Regions from separate parts of the Mus musculus genome. Here region 1 is linked to region 2. A link is a contact called in public promoter capture Hi-C data. All regions are on one chromosome and are shown on one strand. Each heading gives the region's core, a stretch centred on a gene start, on an enhancer-like site or on the middle of the called end of the contact. The rest is flanking DNA. Distances are from core to core; before and after follow the strand shown. Region 1 holds the start of Fgfr2 (fibroblast growth factor receptor 2). Region 2 holds the start of Plpp4 (phospholipid phosphatase 4).

Evidence for each region. Promoter capture Hi-C pulls out the DNA fragments that hold promoters and counts their contacts.
Region 1: a promoter capture Hi-C map of hippocampal neurons shows a contact between it and region 2, with 5 times the contacts expected there. The contact joins the promoter of Fgfr2 here to the promoter of Plpp4 in region 2. A contact is called at or near these places in 2 of 39 promoter capture datasets (embryonic stem cells and hippocampal neurons), 1 of 484 Hi-C or Micro-C datasets (embryonic stem cells) and 1 of 115 datasets of contacts at active chromatin or transcription factors (embryonic stem cells).

Annotation. Positions count from the first base shown.
Region 1 is chr7:130,265,121-130,270,719 of GRCm38.p6, forward strand. It overlaps Fgfr2 (fibroblast growth factor receptor 2), which reads right to left and starts at 1,688. Exons shown (of 18, transcript NM_010207.2): 1 at 674-1,688. RefSeq lists a promoter at 1,021-1,246.
Region 2 is chr7:129,252,869-129,258,362 of GRCm38.p6, forward strand. It overlaps Plpp4 (phospholipid phosphatase 4), which reads left to right and starts at 4,226. Exons shown (of 7, transcript NM_001080963.1): 1 at 4,226-4,301. The coding sequence starts at 4,246.

The DNA.
Region 1 (5,599 bases), core at 438-2,937, 1.0 Mb after region 2:
CAACATCTCGGCGCGGCAGCGGTCGGAGCAGCTAGGCGAACTAGGAAAAGTCGGTCCAGTTCGCCCCCTAGCCCCAGGCGCGCGGCGATCCCTCCTGCGCCAACCGCTGTGGCTGGTGAGGGATGGCCAGCACCGGAATCCCGGACCAGAGCCACTGCCTCCCTAAAGGTGTCGTCCCGGCATCTCCATCCCTTTGGGGATGTTGCCTGACCACACTCCAGCAGTTTCTTCCCAAGAAAGGATCTCTCATAAGGGTTTGTGTAGTACCAGGCTGGAGCTTCCAGAATCCAAGGACCAGGCACCCCAAAGATGCCCTTCCCGAACCGCCTATGGGCTGTGCCACTGGCAGGCGGCCCCACGGCGCGCCGGCTCTGAGCTCAAAGGAACGCGCCCAGTAGGCAGGACTGTGCCCGCCGGAGTCTGACAGGAAAGGGGTGCCAGCGGCAGAGGCAGATGTCAGCATTGGGATGGAGGTGCTGAAAGAACTCCCCCAAAGCCAGCCATCCGCATTCATCCACTCCTCCATCACCAATACAGTCAGAGACTGACAGGGTGCGCCCCCAAATAGGTTTACCCGCGCCTTCCTCCCGGGGATCCTGCGCCCCCGCATCCTCCCACGGCACCCACTTTCCCGGCTGGCGAAGCTCCCAGAGGCGTTCGGCACGACGATTACCTTGAATGGCAGCGCTCCTCTGCGCTCGGTGCTGCGCCGGAGCCCAGAGTGGATCGGGATGGAGCAGGCGATGATCTCGGAGGAAAACTCCAAAAAGAGAACGATTCCTTGGGTAGCAGCCGGCGCCAAGGTTCCGAGGCTTCACGCGCGCCGGGGATCGCAGAACAGCTAGGACATGACACCGGAGCTGCTCTCGGATCTGGGCAGCAGCAGAAGAAAGGACTGGAGCTTGGCGTTGCCTACTCCAAACTTTGCTGGCGAGTAGTGAACACTCGCAGCGCTCAGGAACGCTGAGGCCCGGGGGCTCACGCCCGGCCCCCGCCAGCCCGGAGAGCAGTCGCCACGCCGGGCCAGGAACACACAGGCAGCCCCCGCGCCGGAGCTCTGGCGGCCGCGCGTTCGATCGTCCGTGCGCCCGTTCCGCGCCTGCCGCCGCCGCCGCTCGCCTCTCCCGGCTCTCTCCCCTCGCCGCCCGCGCCGCCGCCGCAGCCTCCTCGGGCGGGTCACGCCCCCCGCTGAAACCCGAGCCGTTTCCTGGACGGCGGCGCCCGCTCTGCCAATCAGCGCCTCGCGCTGGGGCAGTCCCGAGCCCCGCGCTGCCCCCGAAGCCTAGCAGCCGCAAAGAGACACCCGCCAGGCAGGCGAGGGGCCCCGCCGCGCTGCCCGCAGGGGTGCACAGATGACCTCTCGGAACCCTGTTGGTGAACGGCCTCTGTACGCCACTGCCCCAGTTCCTAGCCAGCTTTGGTGCACAGTGGATGCGTTACGTTGTTTTATGTCAAGTTAGGAAACAAATGACAGAATGCTGTGCAACTTCAGACACCTTAGAATAGGTCTGCAGCATACTGGGGCCAGACATTTCATGTCATGAAGCTTTGAGGGTGGAAGCAGCGGATGTTCGTGGGAGATGTTGCGTTGTCTTGTTCCTCTGAACAATAGACAGGGGACGAGTGTTTGGGAAACCCTCCTTTAGGAAGGGAACACGTGAATAGGTAATTGTACTTATCCGCACATCTGCCTGCAGAGTAACAGAACCAGATTCTGACAAGAAAACTGAAGATCGGAGAGGTTAACACAACCGGCTGCTGGATGAGCCCTTTAATGTGGCTGCCATGGGAAAAGGCAATCTACAACAGAAAACATCTTTAATAGTATCAATGTAGGTTAACATAAAGAAATCCAAAGGAGGGCTGGAGATGGATCAGCAGTTCAGAGTGCTTCCTGCCTTCTTAAAGGCCAAAAGCCAGTTGCTGGCTAAATATCAGTCCCTCACAATGGCCTGTAACCCCAGTTGCAGAGTCATCCAAAGCCTCTGGTCTCCTTAGGAAACTGCACTCGTGAACACAAAGATACAGGCATATAGTTTAAAAATAGAAATAAATATTTAAAAGAAAGTAGGGCTGGAGAAATGGCTCCGTAGTTTAAGAATACTGCCAGAGATTGGTTCAATTCCCAGCATCCACTTGGCTTGCTCACAATCACCTCTAAGTCCAGTTCCAGGAGTCCCGACGCCCTCTTCTGGCCTTCAGAGATACTGCATGCACAATGTGCAGACAGACATGCAGGCAAACATCCATACCAATCAAATAAAATGAAAATTAATTAATTAATTAATTAATGAGAGGGGGAAGAAACTTGAAAGAGTCTAGAGAGGTGTTGGAGATGTAGCCTAGTAGTAGAACGCTTGCCTTGCATGTACAAGGCCTGATCTCCATGCCACCTAAGAAAGAAACAGAGAAAGAAACAAAGAATCAGAAACAGAAAACACACTCACTCTACCAAAAACCAAGTCATCTGACCGTGAGCAAATTGGATTCTCTCCCTGACTCTTACACTCTTCTGTTGCAAAGCAGGATTCTTTAACTAAATGTCAGGCCGGGCTGTAATGATTGGCATCTCCCATTTGTCTCTCCCACTAGACTACCTTGAGATCATTTATCTTTCAGTACGCACTCCCTTTCTCTCTTTCATCCCTTGAGCAGTTGTGTTTAAAGTCAAGGCCATATAAATTGTAACTCTAGCACTCAGAAGTGTGAGGCAGGAGGATTGCCTTGTGTTTGGGGGCCAACTTGGTCTACATAGTAAGTTTGAAGCCAGCTACATTTTGTCTAAATAAATTGAATCTTAATTATTGGGTCAATTATTGAGGTCCCAGACCTCGCAGGATAAAGAGAAGTTCGGGAGCTTGAAAATGGTTTCAGGTACATGCTGAGTTTGTGTCAGCCCTGGGCTATATAAGATCCTGGCTCAAATAGGTCACTAAGTTCAGAAAAGCCTTAGACTCTCTCTGGTGCCTAAAGACAAACAAAGCCAGACAGTAAAGTCCACCTGGGACACAGGTTTGAAAGAGGAGACGTACCAGAATCCCTAATACTCTACCTTATGCCATTTACACACACGATTCCTCAGGCCCCACATGATCAGATCATCTTTGTTCACAGCATAGCCTGGGAAACTTATATGCACATCACTAAAAAGCAAGGGGTAGCAAATCCATGTTCAATGCCTCAGGCAAATACTTATGAAATTAGAATTTGAAAACTCAACAACAACAAAAATAACAGCCGGATTTCCAAACGAAATGATCTGTTTATGTCTAGTGGAAAGGGGTGTGTTTTGAATGAGTTCTGTGGCCTGGGTGGGAACACCTCAGCCAGGTTGACACTGAGCCATTCAGTGTCAATGTGTGCTCATTCCCTAACCTGAAGTCACAAGGGAATGGTCCTGCTCCAGGCTGGCACTTCTATCTTTATGATCCCCACTGATGAGAAACTCCGTGTCTCAGGACAGAGCTCTTTCCCTACTGCAGTGGGCCCACCAGCCATTGAAAATGAGGTTAACACATTCTCACATAAATTAATGGCCCAGGAAGCCGCTGTCCCTGTCTCCCCCACCCCATTCATCTCTAGCTTTATAGATGCTGAATAGGAGGGAAGCCCTTCCGCTGAAAACAAAAACACCTTCTTTAACTAACGTCAGAGGCAGCGTGCAGAATTTGTTCTGTATGAAGATGAAAAGGTAGCCACCGTCCAAAGGCCCTGATTGCCAAAGAGCACCTTTTTTTTTCCCCCAAGTTAGGAAAGCCACAAATCCACAATAGGAAAATTTTAAGTTTAAAAAAAATTTTTTTAAAGCATGCTTTGAATTTTTGAAAAATAAAAAAATTCATTTTGCATCATTTAGACTTCAAGTGACCTCAGTGGTCCAGGAAAGCTTTCCTCCCAGCCAGGCGTCTGAATGAGAAAATCATCTCTTTGCAGGATTTTTAGCCCCTCTCCCTTCTTCAAGTGGCTGGAACCCCTTTTGTCAATGGCCTCCCGTGAATGCTGTTACTAATAAGCCTATTAATGAGTTTCCACGGCCGAGTGTGAATAGGTAAATAGGGCCCGATCTGTTGAGGTTTTGGGGGTGAGGGCAGAAAAGCCAGCAAGAACTCAAGGTGACAGTTTGAACTGAAGGCAGCTAGGCGGCAGGTTTCAGCTGAAAGAAACCCCAGACAAGGCCACATTCTCCACCCTCCACCCCCTACGGGGCCTCCTTTCTTCCCAATTTCGCCCTTTTATAAAATGTCTTGAGTAGTCGCCCTTTTCTCTTTCCCCAGAAGGCCTCATGACGCCCCCTCCCCCACCCCTCTAGGAATGATATGTCAGTGGAATGAAAGGGAACTGAGGGCAGCAGAAACCAGCCATCCTATCCATCCTGAGGAGCAAACGGTCAGCGCATCCCTGGGAGAGAAGAGGAGGAAAGGGGCCGCTGGGTCGCTCTCTGTTGAGATTCGGATGTTTAATTTTAGACATTTGTGTTTTAATGGGTTGTGTCTCCTTCACCCTGTGGAAAAGCTGGTTGAACAAAGGCTGTGTAGGACTGCCAGTGTGGGCCTGGCTCCAGGCTTTCTGTCTTTACATGACATCTCTATAAGGTCCTAGGCACGGCTGAGTTCAAGCTCATGGTCCACAGCCAGGCAACGTGCTCCAGGATGAGAAAGGAACCCAATCAGTTTGTGGCATTTCAAATATATATTCATATACACATACACATATACCCTAGTGAAATGCCGTGTGTGTGTGTGTGTGTGTGTGTGTGTGTGTGTGTGTGTGTCCCTCCCCATATTCACACTGAATGTCATCCAGGATTCTAAAATATATATGAACCTACTTCCCTGGGAATATAGGAGATATAGGGACTATAGGGTCATGGCCAAACATAGTGGTGAATACCTGTAATCCCAGCACTCAGGAGGTAGAGACGAGAGAGTCAGAGGTTCAAGGACAGCCTCACGTAGAGAGCTGGGCTCCATGAGACTCTGGCGTACGAAGAGTAATGTCCTCCGAGTAGGAGCATCTCCCTTTAATGCCGAGGGGTTGTACTCTTCAATAGTGGGAGGCCGTGTGGCAGCTCCCACTTCTCTGTTAGGTCCTAGCATGTGTGAACTGGAGCTGTGTGAACTGGAGCAGTGTGAGCTGGAGCAGTGTGAGCTGGAGCAGTGTGAACTGGTACTTCAGTTCCTTGAGTCATCTGTTTGCTCCATAGGTAGCAGAGGAGCTCCTCTATGTCATAGCTGTCACACAGACTCCAAAAAGCATGAACAGATGAGGACAGGACAAACACCAGGCTACTCCCAGGGGTTCCCAGAAACGTTGGCACATGGGAGAAGCCATGTGTGTGTCCTATGATAATCACCAACCATTCCCATCTCGCAGGACCATCAAGGATTGAGCTTGTGGCTGCCCTATCATTACTGTGCTATTACTAAGAATTAGTAAGAGCCTCCATTAATATATTCTGGAGCCACCACTGCCAAAACACCCTCCCACCCCAGCAGAACGGCCCAATGAGAAACACCCAAGAGGTCGGCCTTCGCACAGCCTTGGTTACACAGAACATGGTTTCCAGAGGGGACTAAGGCAGCTCTGTTCCTGTCAGTAC
Region 2 (5,494 bases), core at 2,976-5,475:
AGAGAGAGAGAGAGAGAGGGAGAGGGAGAGGGAGAGGGAGAGAGAGAGAGAGAGAGAGGAACACCAAGAAACCATGTTACAGGTTTATATAATGAGTCTGACTAGTGCTTTCTTCCAACAGACTTGGAAATGTGACAGAAGAAGTCATTAGGACAGATGACAGGGTGGTTTGGGCCAAAGTGACAGGAACTGGACAGCTGAAGACAAGCATTGGGAAAGCCATCCCAGCTTTGCTCCAGTCTGCTCTAAAGTCAGTACTGACAAAAGCAGACACAGGCAGCCTATCGCTGGTTGGCTAGAACATCCCTATTGGAACAACCTAGTTGTCTCCAGTCTGCATGGTCATGGCACAGAAGGCCGTTCATTCATCACCTCATCAAGCATGCAGTGTACGCCAAGGTGTCCACCCTGTCTGTGGGCTCACCTTGGCCTCATTCACAGTCAGGGGCTTTGGATGAAGCAGGAGCCCATGTCTGGGACAAGCAGTCCAGTATGACTTTCTGGCCATGGTGATTGGCTCAGGGTTTGAAGCAAGAATGGCATTCAGCAATGACATTGTTGGGAGTCATGAGATCAAGGCAATCTGATTCTGACTAATAGAACTCTTTGACTATCAAGACTCCAAGTAAGACCCTACAGGACAGACACAGCGGAAAGCTGGATAAAAAACATCAAGTCCTGATGATGTTCTTTGCGCCCTGAATGAAGTGGAACCTGAAGCCCATAGGACCGTGGGCCTTTCAGTAATTTTTTCTTAAATACATTTAGCTTGCAGCACCCGTGGCTTGCTATAAGGCTGCTCTGACCACAGCGGCTGGGTGCAGGAATGGGGCCAGCAGAATGACTGAATCAACAGAAGCTGCAGGGTAGTGAGTTCCCTCAAGGCAGGGCTTTCAGTGGAGCTGTCTGAAAGGTAGACGAGCTCTCTCAAAAGGGACGAGCAGTCTGCACAGAATGTCTCAGATGACAAGACATAGCACTCATTCAAGCATCAAATGAGGAGTGGGGCTTGGATCAGGTGGTTCTTTAAAGCTCTACCCCTCAAAGCCACTCCCCCTTTATTTGAAATAGACTCAGTTTATCTCACAATATATTTTGATTATGGGTTTGCCTTCCTCTACTCCTCTCACTCTCTTCCCTCCTTCCCCCCTCCCATTTGGATCCACGTTGGATTAGCAAACAAAGAAGCTACTGAGAGATAGCGATAAAAAGAAATGTAATGTGATAAAAAACAAAAACTAACTCATCAGAGTTGTACAAAACAAAGAGCAGGAAAATAGCCCAAGAGCAGGCACAAGAAATAGAGCTACACACACCCAGGAATCCCATCAACACACTAAATGGGAAGCCATCATGTATGTGCCAAGAACCTGATCCAGACCAGCGCAGGTCCTGTGCTTGCTGCCTGAGTCTCTGTGACTTCAGCCAAGCTTTGATCAGGTTGGTTAGAGGCCTTCTTTTCTGCTGCCCTCCATCCCCTCTGGCTCTTACTCTCTTTTTGTTTCTTCTTCCCTGGGGTTCTCTGAACCCTGAGGGGAAGGATTTGATGGAGACATCCTGTTTAGGGCTGAGAGTTCCAAGGTCTCTCACTCTCAGCATTATGTCTGGCTGTGGGTCTTTACACTTGTTCTGTGAAGGAGGAGGTTTCTCTGATGATGGCTGAGCGAGGCACAGTATAGTAGAATATCATTAAGACTCATTTTATTGTTATATTTTTGTCTCTCTCTCCTTTCTTTCTTTCTTTCCTTCTTTCTTTCTTTCTTTCTTTCTTTCTTTCATTCTTTCTTTCTTTCTTTCTTTCTTCCTTCCTTCCTTCCTTCCTTCCTTCCTTCCTTTCTTTCTTTCTTTCTTCCTTTCTCTCTCTCTCTCTCTCTCTCTCTCTCTCTCTCTCTCTCTCTCTCCCTCTCTCTCTCTCTCATTCTCTCTTTCAGAACAGTAGTATTTGGTTTTACCCTAGGTCCCTGGGCTATCAAGTCTCAGGTTCTTGGTCACTCCAAGCAGTGTCAGGTATGGGCTCCATCTCACGGAGTGGGTCTTAAGTCTAATCAGACATTAGTTGGTTACTCCCACAAGCTTGTGCCAACATTGCCCTAGCAGATCTTGCAGGCAGGACACCATTGTAGATCAAAGGGTTTGTGGCTGGCTCTTGGTGTTTACATTATTCTTTTGGCTCAAAGTCACTTCTTAACTGTAGCAATGAAGTCGCACACCTTTTCAGGTTCTCTCTCCAGGTAACTCTCTTACAGATAAGAAATGAAAGCCATAATCTTCATCCTGACATGGCAATCGCACATACCTATAAGCCCAGCTTTGGAAGGCAGAGGCAGGAAGGTCAGAAGTTCAAGGCCAATGTAAGCTACAGAGATTTTGAGGTCAGTGTGATTGAAGTGAGATGGTGCCTCAAATAGACAGCAAATACAACGTAAACATAAGATTCACAATTGTAGTCTCTGCTATAGACTCTGGTGAGTAGGTAGGACTGCCACAAGGAGGTCCTCACCACCCACCTAATCTTGTCTTACTTCTCTGTGTGATTGGTGGAACCCCTCTTCTCCAGGGCGAAATACATTATGAGTCCTAGCATCCAGCACCCCACTTTGCACAGCTGCCTGGTTAATGCTTACAGTTAAGTGAAGTCTCTGCTCGCATTCTTGTTATCACTCCACTCAGAACACAGCTACCGGGCAACCTCAGCCGTAGGGTTTCCGGTACAACTTGGTCAAGCTGTGGGAAGAGAGTTGTCTTCATAGGAATGCTAGGCCCAAGTCATGGAGAACAGAGCCACTTCCTCCTCCTTCCACATCTCTCCTGGTCTCCCTGAACATGATATCCCATGTGCCTGATGATCTATACATGCACTGCTCACGTGCCAAAGCCCTCCACAGACAGCAGACACTGCTTCTGTATCTTCAATTGCTGGGATGGTGTTCCTTCCACACAGCCTGGATCCCTCCCCACTGAGGCGCCTGGGCTCAGCTGTCTAAGGGCTGGCATGTGCCATTGGCAACAGGGTCTGCTTTCTACCTACTCCTACTTGGGTCCAAGTGGGAAATCTAGATCCCCAGGACCGGGAGCCAACTTCTAATCCATCCCTGCTCACAAAATCCTGAGAGGTCTTTCCTAGAATCCAAGAAAGATCCAAGTTCCCCAGAGACAACCCTACAAGTATGATTAATGACTTCTACGGGTGATGCAAATGCAAAGCCAAGACCAAGCCGCCGGTCCCAGGCTTGTGGTTGTCACCCCCAGGCCACCATTTATTTATATTTGAATTTCTGACTGAGTACTGAGACCAAGGCTCCTGCTTCTACTTGTTGCCTGATGATAGCCTGCTATGTGCAGGCAGGGATGCTAAGAGAGCTGCTGTTCATATCCACAGCACAGCAGCCCCAAGCCACTGATGGTGTTGGAGGATGCTGGAGGAGAGGAGAGGGTCCTCAGATACTACATAACAATGGTGGCATAAGAGGGCGGGGACCAAGTTCACATTGGCCCTCAGTTTGTGTCAGGGTTTTTGTATTCCAGTCTGGCACCTTCTGAGAGAAAGCAAAGATTGGGAGCAATCTTCTGGGAACTTTCTAGAATCAGGGGTGGGGAAAAGAAAATCTGAGGTTGGTAAGACCTAAGAGGGTCAGAAAGCAGAAAGGAAGAAGCGCTCCCAGGTGGAGCCAGAGAATGCCAGGGCTGTCCTGAGTGTGAGAGAATCCCCAAAGCGCCCATCTCCATGTCCACGTGCGGGTGTGCGAAGAAAGAGCAGAGAGCCAGAGCAGGAGTCGCAGGCTGGAGAGGAGGCGCGCAGCGGCCGCCGGCGGAGCGTGCTGCTGGGCGCGGAGCCCAGGGGCGGCCCAGTAGCCGGGAAGCCGCGCAGCGCGCCGGGAGGGAGGCGGCGGCGACGACAGCAGGGCATCCCCCAGGCTTCCCCTCCTGGGTCCTGGGCGCCAGGCGCAAACCCAGGACACAGAAACAGCACTGATCGCAAGTGAGCAGTGAGTCCCTGACGCGCCCCTGATCGGCGTTATCAGGAGTGGGACCTGAAGAGGCTGGTGTCTGGGTGTCCGGGAGCCCAGAGCGGGAGGCTGGGACTGAGCCCTCCCCGCCGCCCCCACCCCGCGCCCGCCTCCCGCCCCCGCCCGCGGCCTGCAGCGCGCCTCCCTCACCGCCCAGGCTCCGGAGAGCCGCTCCGGCCGAGCCGTGGGAGCCACGGACAGCGCCAGCTGCCGCTGCGGGAGCTACTCCGGCTGCACCATGCGGGAGCTGGCCATCGAGATCGGGGTGCGAGCCCTTCTCTTCGGGGTCTTTGTGTAAGTAGTGGTGCACCGCGGGAGGGGACCTAAAGACTCAGCCTCTGGGAGCCCCAACTTTGTTTGCGCTGCTGTGTCTCGCCGGGGCCTGGGTTCGAGATTCCCTCCTTGGTTGGTGCCGGGGATGTTCCATACGGGATCAAAAGAAATCCTCTCCTCCTTTTCTTGGGACCCTCAGCGCACAGTAATCCTAGCATGCCCAGGACTGAGACCTGCTTCCGTAGTAGCTCCTAGTCTGGAAGCAAGTCTGGCGGCCCTAGCTCCGATGCCCCAAGTCTGATCCTTTCACCAGCCCCGCGCACACCTGTCCCTGGAATTTAGGCTGCTCCTTAAGACCAGGACAGGCAGCCTGGCTCGTGCCCTAGGGAAGTTTCTCTCTCTCCTGTGATCTTTGAAGCTGATGATGGCAGTTTTTACTCTTGGCCCCTTCTCCCGACACCCCATGCTGTGCCCAGGCAGCCAGGGTCAGCCTAGGTCTCCTTCTATGTCCCTGGTTCCTGAACTGACAGCCCTACAGAGCCTCAAATAGGTGTCTGCGTTACTTCTCTGCCTGGAAAACTGTTGCCATGGAGGGTTGAGCAGGTCAGGATCTGCAGCAGGCTGCGGGGCTCAGAACACCAGGAGCTCCTTTTACATGTGACTGGCAGAAGCCCTTTGGGGACAGCATTGAAATGTTCAGGTGGCACCTAGGAATAGTCATTTCGGAAAAAAGGAGGGAGCCTGGTGCCATTTCTTCAGAAATGTCTGTGCTCGGGCTCCCCCAAGGAGCTTTCTCGGCTTTCTAGTCTCTTGGGTTCAAACCCACCTAGCAGGTAGCCTTAAGTTACCAAGGGGGTAACTGCGGGTTACCACGGCTGACACATCTGCACTGTTACCCCCAGTAGTAGGTCAGGTTTTCTCTTTCCTACCCATGGCTGGCTGACACATTTTATATATTAAAGTTGCACGGACTTTCTCGATTTACTGGAGTCTTGGTGTGTGTGTGTGTGTGTGTGTGTGTGTGTGTGTGTCCCATCAAGGCAATCAAGAAGCACCCCTCCCAATAAATTTCTGCCCCAACCATGGCAGGTAGGCAAGTGTGTAGTATAAAAGACTACTTCTGCACCTTGGGGTATATGCATAGAAAGGAATGCTTTTTAAATTTTATTTATTTATTTATTGTGTGTGTGTGTGTGTGTGTGCGCGCGCGCGCA